2 separate regions of the Rattus norvegicus genome follow, and region 1 is linked to region 2. The links are chromatin contacts, called in public Hi-C maps. All regions are on one chromosome and are shown on one strand. Each heading gives the region's core, a stretch centred on a gene start, on an enhancer-like site or on the middle of the called end of the contact. The rest is flanking DNA. Distances are from core to core; before and after follow the strand shown.

The links. A called contact is a pair of places that touch in the nucleus more often than the background predicts.
Region 1: a contact with region 2 is called in a Hi-C map of mammary epithelial cells, with 2.0 times the contacts expected there. The contact joins the promoter of Aff1 here to the enhancer-like site in region 2. A contact is called at or near these places in 2 of 12 Hi-C or Micro-C datasets (Schwann cells and mammary epithelial cells).

What each region holds. Positions count from the first base shown.
Region 1 is chr14:6,267,159-6,271,336 of GRCr8, reverse strand. Aff1 (ALF transcription elongation factor 1) reads left to right here and starts at 2,724. Exons shown (of 20, transcript NM_001107206.1): 1 at 2,724-2,899. The coding sequence starts at 2,856.
Region 2 is chr14:6,101,685-6,106,289 of GRCr8, reverse strand. No RefSeq gene overlaps it. Among named protein-coding and RNA genes, the nearest start is that of Klhl8, 8.5 kb to the left of the region's middle. Within about 2 kb of position 1,444, at least 3 of the 93 cell types and tissues checked have an H3K27ac peak or open chromatin away from gene starts, as enhancers often do.

The sequences.
Region 1 (4,178 bases), core at 1,475-3,974, 160 kb before region 2:
AGATGCTGGTTTTCTTCAGATGGGCCTTTCTCCTAAGTATAATACTAATGCCATTTATAGCAGATTTTGAATGAATGACATCATACGTCCCTTAGAAAATGGTTTAGTGTTTCCATAGAATTATGTGTATCATTTTGTATGTCTTTAAGTTTGTTTGTTTGGTGTTTGAGACAGGGTTTCTTTGTGTAGCCCTGACTATACTGGAATTAGATCTGCCTTCCTGAATGCTGAAGTTAAAGGCCTATACCACCACAACCTGTCCTGTTTTATTTCATGAACTATCTCTATACAGTCCAAGAAAGTCTTGAGATTTTGATCCTCCCGCGTCAGCCTCCAAGGCAGCTGGGTAAAATTATTGGTGTGAGTCTCTCCTTCCAGGAAGTTATTTTTATAGCATCGTTCTCAAACTCTCAAGAGGATCTCTCACCTACTCATGGAGGGTTTCTAAATGCTGATTTACTTATTTTTATGTGTATGAGTGGTCTGTGTGCATGTATACCTGTATGCCACGTGTGTGCCTGATTCCTGCAAACAGAGGACGAAGGTTTCTGATCCCTTGGAACTGGAGTTAAGGACACCTAAGGGCTACAACATGGATGCTAAGAGAGAGATTGAACCTGGGTCCTCTGGAAGAGCAGATGAGCCCTCTCTCCAGTCCCTCAGGCATGATTTTGGAACCTATTGCTCTTTAAGTCTAGCAGGTGCTGTGAATCTCTTTCTCTGTTGTCATGGTGCTCCGACAGTTTAGGAGACTGCCTCACCTGTGGCAAGCTTCCCCAAATGCTTAGAAGGTAAAACCTTATCTTTGCAATAAACACTGAAAGTTGTTTTCCTAGAAGAGAGACTTGCCGGATGCCCAAGTCAGAAAACCTGTGAATTGTTATCTCAAGGAGACATGGTCCACGAAGAAACAACTAGTTCTGGTTGGTTTCTCTCTCCAGTCACTTTCACACGGGATCAGCCTCAGGGCCGCTGCTGTGCTTCTGAGCTCAGAACAGGGCTTTCTGTGCACTTTCTGTTTTGTCAGAAAGAGGAGGAGGGGGAGGAAGAATAGGAGGAGGGGGGAGGGGGAGGAAGGGAGAGACAGGGGAAAAAAAAAAGACCCGTACTTCAGAGTCAAGATTCAAAGGACTAGTTACCTCATCAAGGGCATTCCTAAAGTACACGAGTTCCCCAAACTACTAATGTACGTGGCGAAGAGAGCGGTGGCTGGCAAGTAGCCTCACTTGCTACCACAGCCTTCATTCCTGTGAAGGCGTCAGTCGTTCTCCACCAGTAGAGCTAAAGCCAGCGGAGTGAAAGACAAGCATTGTCTTGTGTTCTTATGTAAGTGGTTCTAACCTCTGAGAGGCCCTCCCAGGAGTCTGGAGACCTTACATTGCAGTTAGTGCGGAACCTTGCAGTCTTTAGGAACTGGGCTATCAGTTACATGAACAATATAATGCGGTGAGTCCCTGGTCGAACCCGGAGCGCACCAAGGAAGTGTCCTTTCATCAGCAGGCTGGTCCTGAATGCCCAAGTTAAGTCTTCTCCCTGCCTTTCGGCCCACCGTCGTTCTAGCCGCTTCCCAGGCAAAGCCTGGTGTCTTTCCTGTGTCTGAGTTGACGCAATTTTCGATTGTGCTTTCGAGCGTTTACGTTGGTTTGCATCATGGTTTTTGTTTGGGGAGGGAAGCAATTCTTTTAATTTATTAGCGGACTTCCCTGAATGGCTGTCTTCTGTGTAATCCGCATATTGCCCCAAGAGGGAAGTCGTTGTATAAACACTTGTTTCTGGGCACTTTCAAAACTGAAAGCAAAGTTGAAGAAGGGTTGCTTGCGGATCTCCGATGTTTCCGAGGGCAAGCCCCGCGGGGGCGGCCAGAAGCAGCGAGGGCCGTGATCGAGTGCTCCCACTCCCGGCACACCCCCACGGCAGCGGGACCCCGAGGTCCCAGCCCGAGCTCTGGGGTCTCTGCAGCGCGCGTTTCCACCCGGCGGAGCCGGAGGTAGTGGCGGCCAAGCGCGCTGCCCTTAAAAGGAGGCGGGCCGTACCACCGCGGAGCCCGCGGGGGGGTCCCGGCAAGCTCGAGCACTCGAGGGGAGCCGAGCGCCGCGCTCATCGCCCTCGAAGTGCGGGCGAACCGGGAGTGGGGACCCCGCCGCGGGTGGCGCCCACGCACCGCTCGGTCTCTGGTGACCCGAGAGTGCCCCAGGGCGACGGGGAGCGCTGCTCCCCGGGCTCTAGGGAGGTGCGGCTCGCCCGGCGGCCCCCGGTGCCCGGATGTCCGTCAGGCTCGGCGCGAGCTGAGGCTCGGGGGGGGGGGGGGGCGGAGGCGGTGCTGAGGACGCAGAGCTGAGGACGCGGCGGCAGAGAGCGCTGCGTCTGCCCGGCAGTATCGCCGACGGCTGGGGCCGATGCTGAACCCAGAGCTGGTGGTGGGAGCCCGCGGGGCGAGCGCGCTGATGGACTTGGGACGCCAGGCAGTGTGAGCCGAGCCATGGCAGCCCACTCCAGGTGAGGCTTGCGCAGGGGGCGTCAGGGACCCGAGAGTGGCCACGGGGCCGGGGCAGGGGCGGCGCGGGTGGGAGTGAGGAGACGTCGGGGGGCGGGGACCGCAGGAAGCCGCTGGATCGCTGCTATCTCATCCCCGGAGTGTCGGGCAGAAAACAGTGTCTGCACCGGGTGCAAAGGGACCGCCCGGAAAGTTGAGGTTAAAGATCCCGTTTCTGACCCGAAGAACTGTTATTTTCGGGAAGTGAAGTTGGTTTCTCGGGTCTGCCGGAGCCTGGATTTTCATTGGCGTGCCCTGTGCACTCTCATCCGGCTCTCCTAGTTGGCCATTTGGCGTCGTCAGAAGTTTGGAAGCGCACTTAATGGAAACTAAAATTCGCCCTGGAGAGAGAGGGAAATTTGCCTGGTGAGCAATGAAGATTTTTTTCCCTGCTAGAATGTACGATTCCACATAAAACGGCACAGTCGGAGTGAATCTGCTGAGTAGGCAAAGGCCGGAATGCGACGGGTTGGTGAAGGGGAGTCTGGCTAATGACCCGCAGTTGCTGTCAGGGGAGCGCCCTGTACAGCAAGGGCCGAGTCCTGCCTTCTCTGGGGTTTGCAGGTTTAAGAAGGAACCTTAAAATTTGACCGCGCACCGGTGATTGCCCCAAGATTCAGGGTGTTGGGTTTCATCCGGCTTTGGTCTCTACAGCTGTTGGTAGTCAGGGAAAACGGGGCCGCCGTATCTTTTCAAAACTTTCTTTCGCCAGAAGGCAGTGTGGCTGCTGACAGGTTTACAATTATGGAAAGGCTCTTTAGTCTAATACTTGATTCGGGATAGTGATTTGGTGACCTATCTGGACGCTGAGCTGAACTAATTTTAGGTCTGAAGATCATGGAGGGCAGTAGATTTGTAAACGTTAGAGACTGAGTAGATATAACTTGAATTTTTCTAAGAGATAAAACTTTCTAGGAAGGAACTTCTCTAAATAGAAAACCCCCTAAGTGCGTTTTACTTTAAAAACAAGTTTAATCCTTTCAAACTGGCTTAATGGTGTCTCCATTTTATTGGGTGTTGGAAGGAAGGGGTTCCTAAGGGAACAAAGGAATGGGGAACAGAAGTTGCATCTTTATAAAACCTTTTGCTAAATGCTAACCAAAAAGTAACGTTTAGCTTTTAGCATAAACAGAACCTGTAGATTTTCGTAACATCACAGTGACTGCAATGCCTTCAATCCCTAACGTTTCCCATCGCTTCAAATTAAGGAGCCGTTTGTCTTCCTTGGCTAGTAATAAAAATATGCTATTTTAGCAGGATATGGTTGCCCACGCCTTTAATCCCAGAACTCGCCTTTAATCCCAGCACTCAGAAGGCAGAGGCAGGAGGATCCCCATGAGTTCTGGGGAAAGCCTGATCTACAAGGAGAGTTGCAGGACAGCCAGAGCTGTTACACAGAGAAACTCTGTCTCAACACCCCCCAAACTATTTTCGCTACTTTGTCAGTAATGCATTTTAGTAAAGACTCTTCTAGATCATTTGTTTCCTTTGTATTGTGTAATTTACTTGTATTAAATATATTACCCCCAGAGTGCCCCTAAGAATCGCACTGCCCCAGGATCCCGTGGCAAACAACTTGAGATTAACGAACCTCCATAAAATCGTTGAAGCCGGCAGAGCGTGGTGATTTGCACCTTAGTTCTAT
Region 2 (4,605 bases), core at 195-2,694:
GTTCCAGTTGCTCCCTTAGCCATTAGCTGAGGCTTGAGTTATACAAGCACCGCCAGTGACTGCATGTGTGCCTGGACGGTTGAGGTACTGCATACCACTTGTCAAGCTGAGAATGGACGAGGTCAGGGAGAGCTCTGGCAGGAAATAAGTGATCACCCTTGCCACAAGCCCTAGGCAAGCAGCCATTTACACACCAAGACACCCCGGGACTGTGCGCATATGCACGTGTGCATGCATATGCTTGTGGGTACACATGTGTGTTTGAGTATGTGTGTACTTGTACATATTCGAGTATCTGTGTTTGCACGTGTGAATATGCATGGGTGTATGTGTATGCATGTGCATGAGCATGTGTGTGCACATGTGTGTGCATATGCATGCATGCGTGCGTGCATGCGTGCGTGTGTGTGTGTGTGTGGAAACTGAACCCAGGGTCCTGTACTTGGTAGATAAGCACTCTACCAAGCTATGACCCCCGAGTCTATTCCAGCAAGGATGTTAAAAAACTTTCCTTGGAACATCCTCCTCTAATCTGAAATACTATGTTTTCTTCTTTCATTTTCCTTTTAAATTGTTTTTAAAGCAGGGTCTCACGTAGCCCAGGCTGGCTTCAAACTCACTATGTAGCCGAGGATAACCTTGAATCCTGATCCTCTTACTTCATTTCCCAAGCTCTGGGATTAAAGGTACACGCACTACACCCAGCTCAAGATGTTATTTTTCTTTAGGGAAAAAAAAAAAAAACAAACCTGTCTTGTAAATAAGTGTCCATTCGACACCATCACACCCTCTTTTGCAACCCAATCTTTCCCCTCTGGCTCTGCAGCTGTCTCAGGATTCTCTTACAGCCTGAGCTCACTTTCCCAGGGTGCTGTTAGGAAACTCATCCCACACTCAGGTGAATCTGCGATGTTGATAAAGACGTGGATGGATTCTAGGGGAAGCTAAAAGAGAAATAGCAAACACTCTGCAGGGAACTTCCTGACCAGCACTAAGGATTTGGCTTTTGGTGGCCCTGTGCAAGGAGGAGGTTAGAACAGAAACCCTTCGCTCTCCTTTCCCCTTCCCACGATATCCCCAGGTGACTCATTTCTCCCTCAAGGAGAGCTCTCAGCTGCCAGAGGAGGAGGAGGGGTAAATCTGTTACTTTGCTACAAAAGTTTCAGCTCTCCCTGTATTAAGCAAGCTGGAGGAAGGTCTGGGTGGATCTGGAGAAGTGTCGCAGGGCAGCCGCTATAACACTTTCCTCATGTTGGGCTAATCACTTAGAACGCCTGCCTTCTTTTCCAACTGTCACATAATTCTGTGGGTTGGTGCAGGGGTCAGCTGATGACCCACTTTAAAACAAGGAACAGCGCTCTCCTGGGTGAACATGTTTGTAGGTCTCACATCCGTGGATATTGTACCACATGCTTTCTGCACAGATTTGTTCCAAGAAGACTTTGTATACCAAACCCCACCAATGCCTGAGAGTCAGGATAAAATGCTATAAAATTTGCATAGAACCCAGGCATGCACCTGTACACTGTCCCGAAACTGTTATAAACTCTAACACAATGTAAACGGCACGCAAACAGTAGTCTCCCTGTTGTTGTATGGCTTCAGAAATAAGAAAAGTAAGTTCAGAGGGCTTGGGGATTGGTGAAATACAGGAAGCAACAGATGATTCTATCTGAACATTACGTCACTGTTGTGGATTCATCGCGGTGTCCGGCATGCAGTGCGGTGAAGATCAAGCTCTGATCTTCGGAAGTTGTTAAAGTTTTTTTCTGAGGTGTGTGCATGCAGGGGTGAGGGAGGAAGGTTGCATAGGGAGGTCAGAAGTTGGTACGGCTGTCTTCCTTCATTGTTTCCCCTTTAACGTTGGAGATTGAGTGTGGAGCTTGCTGATTTGGCTAGAACCCCTCCTGCCTCTGTCTCCCCAGTGCTGGGATAACAGGGAGATGCTGCTTTTCCTAGCTTTTCAGTGCGGGTGCTGGGTGCCACACTTTACCAACTAAGCCATCACCCCAGCCCATTTTTCCGAATTGTTTTGGTACACCGTTGGATCTGTGGGTAAGGCATCCTCAATTAGAGACTGCATCCCTTACTGCCACTTACACGTGTCTGCGTGTGCACATTAGTGGGGACATGTTTTTCTGAGATATCCTAATTGTAATCACACAGGAATTTGAGGAGTGGGTAGTCAGTTGCAAGCTACGGGCTGGGGGGAAATCACAATTAAGAATTGCTATTCTTTAATGTGTGTAAAGCCTTAATTAAAATCCTGTCTTGTTCCTCTAGATGCTACCACCTGGCTTGCAGCCCCAATCTAAAAGGTGGGACTATTTCCGCTTACATCCACCCTCCTCCTAAAAGAGGTGCAGACCGGCAACACGCCTAGGGGTAAACAATGTACACTTGCCTGTCCCACATTTGCTTTATAAAACACTTGATCTTTGAGATCCACAGATGTTTTCCAACTGCTACCCCGTGCCTTGTTTCTGGGATTTGGTTACAGGATCTCCCTCCTCATTCTCCAACTCCCTTTCCTGGCCAGCATCATCAATGCCTCTGTAAATTCATTCATCTAAGAAATCTCTTGTTCTCTAGAATGTCGGTTGAACAAAGTAGTTTATTTAGGTTTAAGATCCAGGGGCCACAATTTAAGAGTTAAGCGTATTTTCTATTTCCATACACTAACTGTTGCTCCAAGCCTGTTAAACTCAATTGTAATTGTTCTAATCCCTCCCCTGCACCCTCTTTAATCCCTGCTCCCTACCTGTTCTGGATAGACTTCTACAAAATTATGGGGGAATCATTTTAAACCAGTACTTAGAAAGAACAAGCGGGCTTGTTAGAATCTGTATGCCGTCCTAAATGCATTCCTGAAACCCAGGGGCGCGGGTGGATCACTGAAGGTGAAATTAAACTCTGGTGGGTCAGCAGGGATCGCAACTCTACCTAAGGGTTTTTCTGACTGCCAAACTAGCTTACAAATAAAAGAGGCAAGGAATGCTGGGAAGTGTCTCTGGTTTCCCAAGCCAAAACCACTTTCAACCCGTGGGCGAAGGGAGCTGTTGACTAAGAGTCACCGCCCCTCACTTGCTGTTGGAAGCGGTGACTTCCAGGTTCTTTCTAGGCTGTTTTCCAGAGTTTGTCAAGAGACCAAATCCAGTGTCCTGAGCAGACTTTGAATGACCAAGCAATCGCTAACGATACTCGGTGTTTCTTTCTCTATTCTTTCCGTTGATCTCTTCCCAAAGAAAAGCTCTGTAGTCCTCACCACGGGTTTGCTTCCTGGAAAACCTAAGGGAGCTGCTGCTGTTCTGAGCCAGCCTTCCACCGCAAAGGGCTCCTTATGGACGTGTGACAACTCTGGTACATTAACCGGGATCGTTGCAGAGATGTATGCGAACATGATGATGTCAATGTGGGATGCCATCCCTATAGAATCTAGAATCATCAAAAAGATACGCCCCTCGGCGTCTGTGAAGAGCCTTCTAGGCTGTGTTAACTGAAGGGGGAGACACACAATATGGCCGCATCATTCCGTGGGTGATGGTCCTAGACGGAATAAAATAGGAAACGGACAGAACACTGGCATCCGTTAACCTCTGCTTCCTGAATGTGAAACATGGCGTCCGTCATGCCCCTGCCCGCATGACTTCCCTGCTCATGAAGGACCACCTTGGAACTGTAAACCCAAGCAAACCCTTTCTTCCTTGGCTTGCTTTTATCATGCATCTAAGGCCTGATATGACTTCTGGGTGGCAGGATTTTCTTCTTTGCTTTCATGATATCGTTACATAACATTTATTGCTATTATTATTATTATTATTATTATTATTATTATTATTATTATTAGTGGTAGTAGTAGTATTTATATGTGATGTGTGTGGGGGGGGGTTGGGGTGATGTATGCCATGGTGACCATGTGGAGGTCTGAAGACAACCGTTTGGAGACAGTCTTCTTCTTCCACAGTGAGACCAGGATCAACCTCAGCTCCAGGCTTGCACTGCTAGTGCCTTTACTCGCCGAGCCAGCCTGCAGCCTTGGTTTATTCTTCACCTTCCTTCATTTGTTTTGATCCAAGTGCTGGAGATGGAGCTCCCACACCAGCTTACACCAGATAGCTTCCCTGTCACTCAGCCACACTCCGTCTCAGGAAGCAGAGGCGGCTGGATTTCTATGATTTCAAGAACAGCTGGGTCTACAGGGCGAGTTCCAGTACAGCCTGGGCTACACAGAGAAGCCCTGTCTTTAAAAAAAAAAACAAAAGAAAAAAAAAAACAACAAAAAGTTGTGTGTGTGCATGTATGTGTGCGTGTGTGTGTCCATCTGGCCAGTGCAAGGACTACAAACACATCGAGCTTTTCCACATACATGTTAGGGATACAAACCTTCAGGTCCTTGTTCTCAGTGTAGCAGCCATTTTGCTGACTGAGTCATTTTCCAGCCTCTACACAGATATTTTTTTAAGAACTTAAGCTAATGTTAGTGAGGTAAACTGCTGATTATTGCAAAATTTGGCAATAAAAATAAAGCCACTTCCTGAAGTAGCAGGGATGGTGGTGAGTGCCTGCAATCCTAGCATTTGAGAGACGGAGTCGGGAGAATCTAAA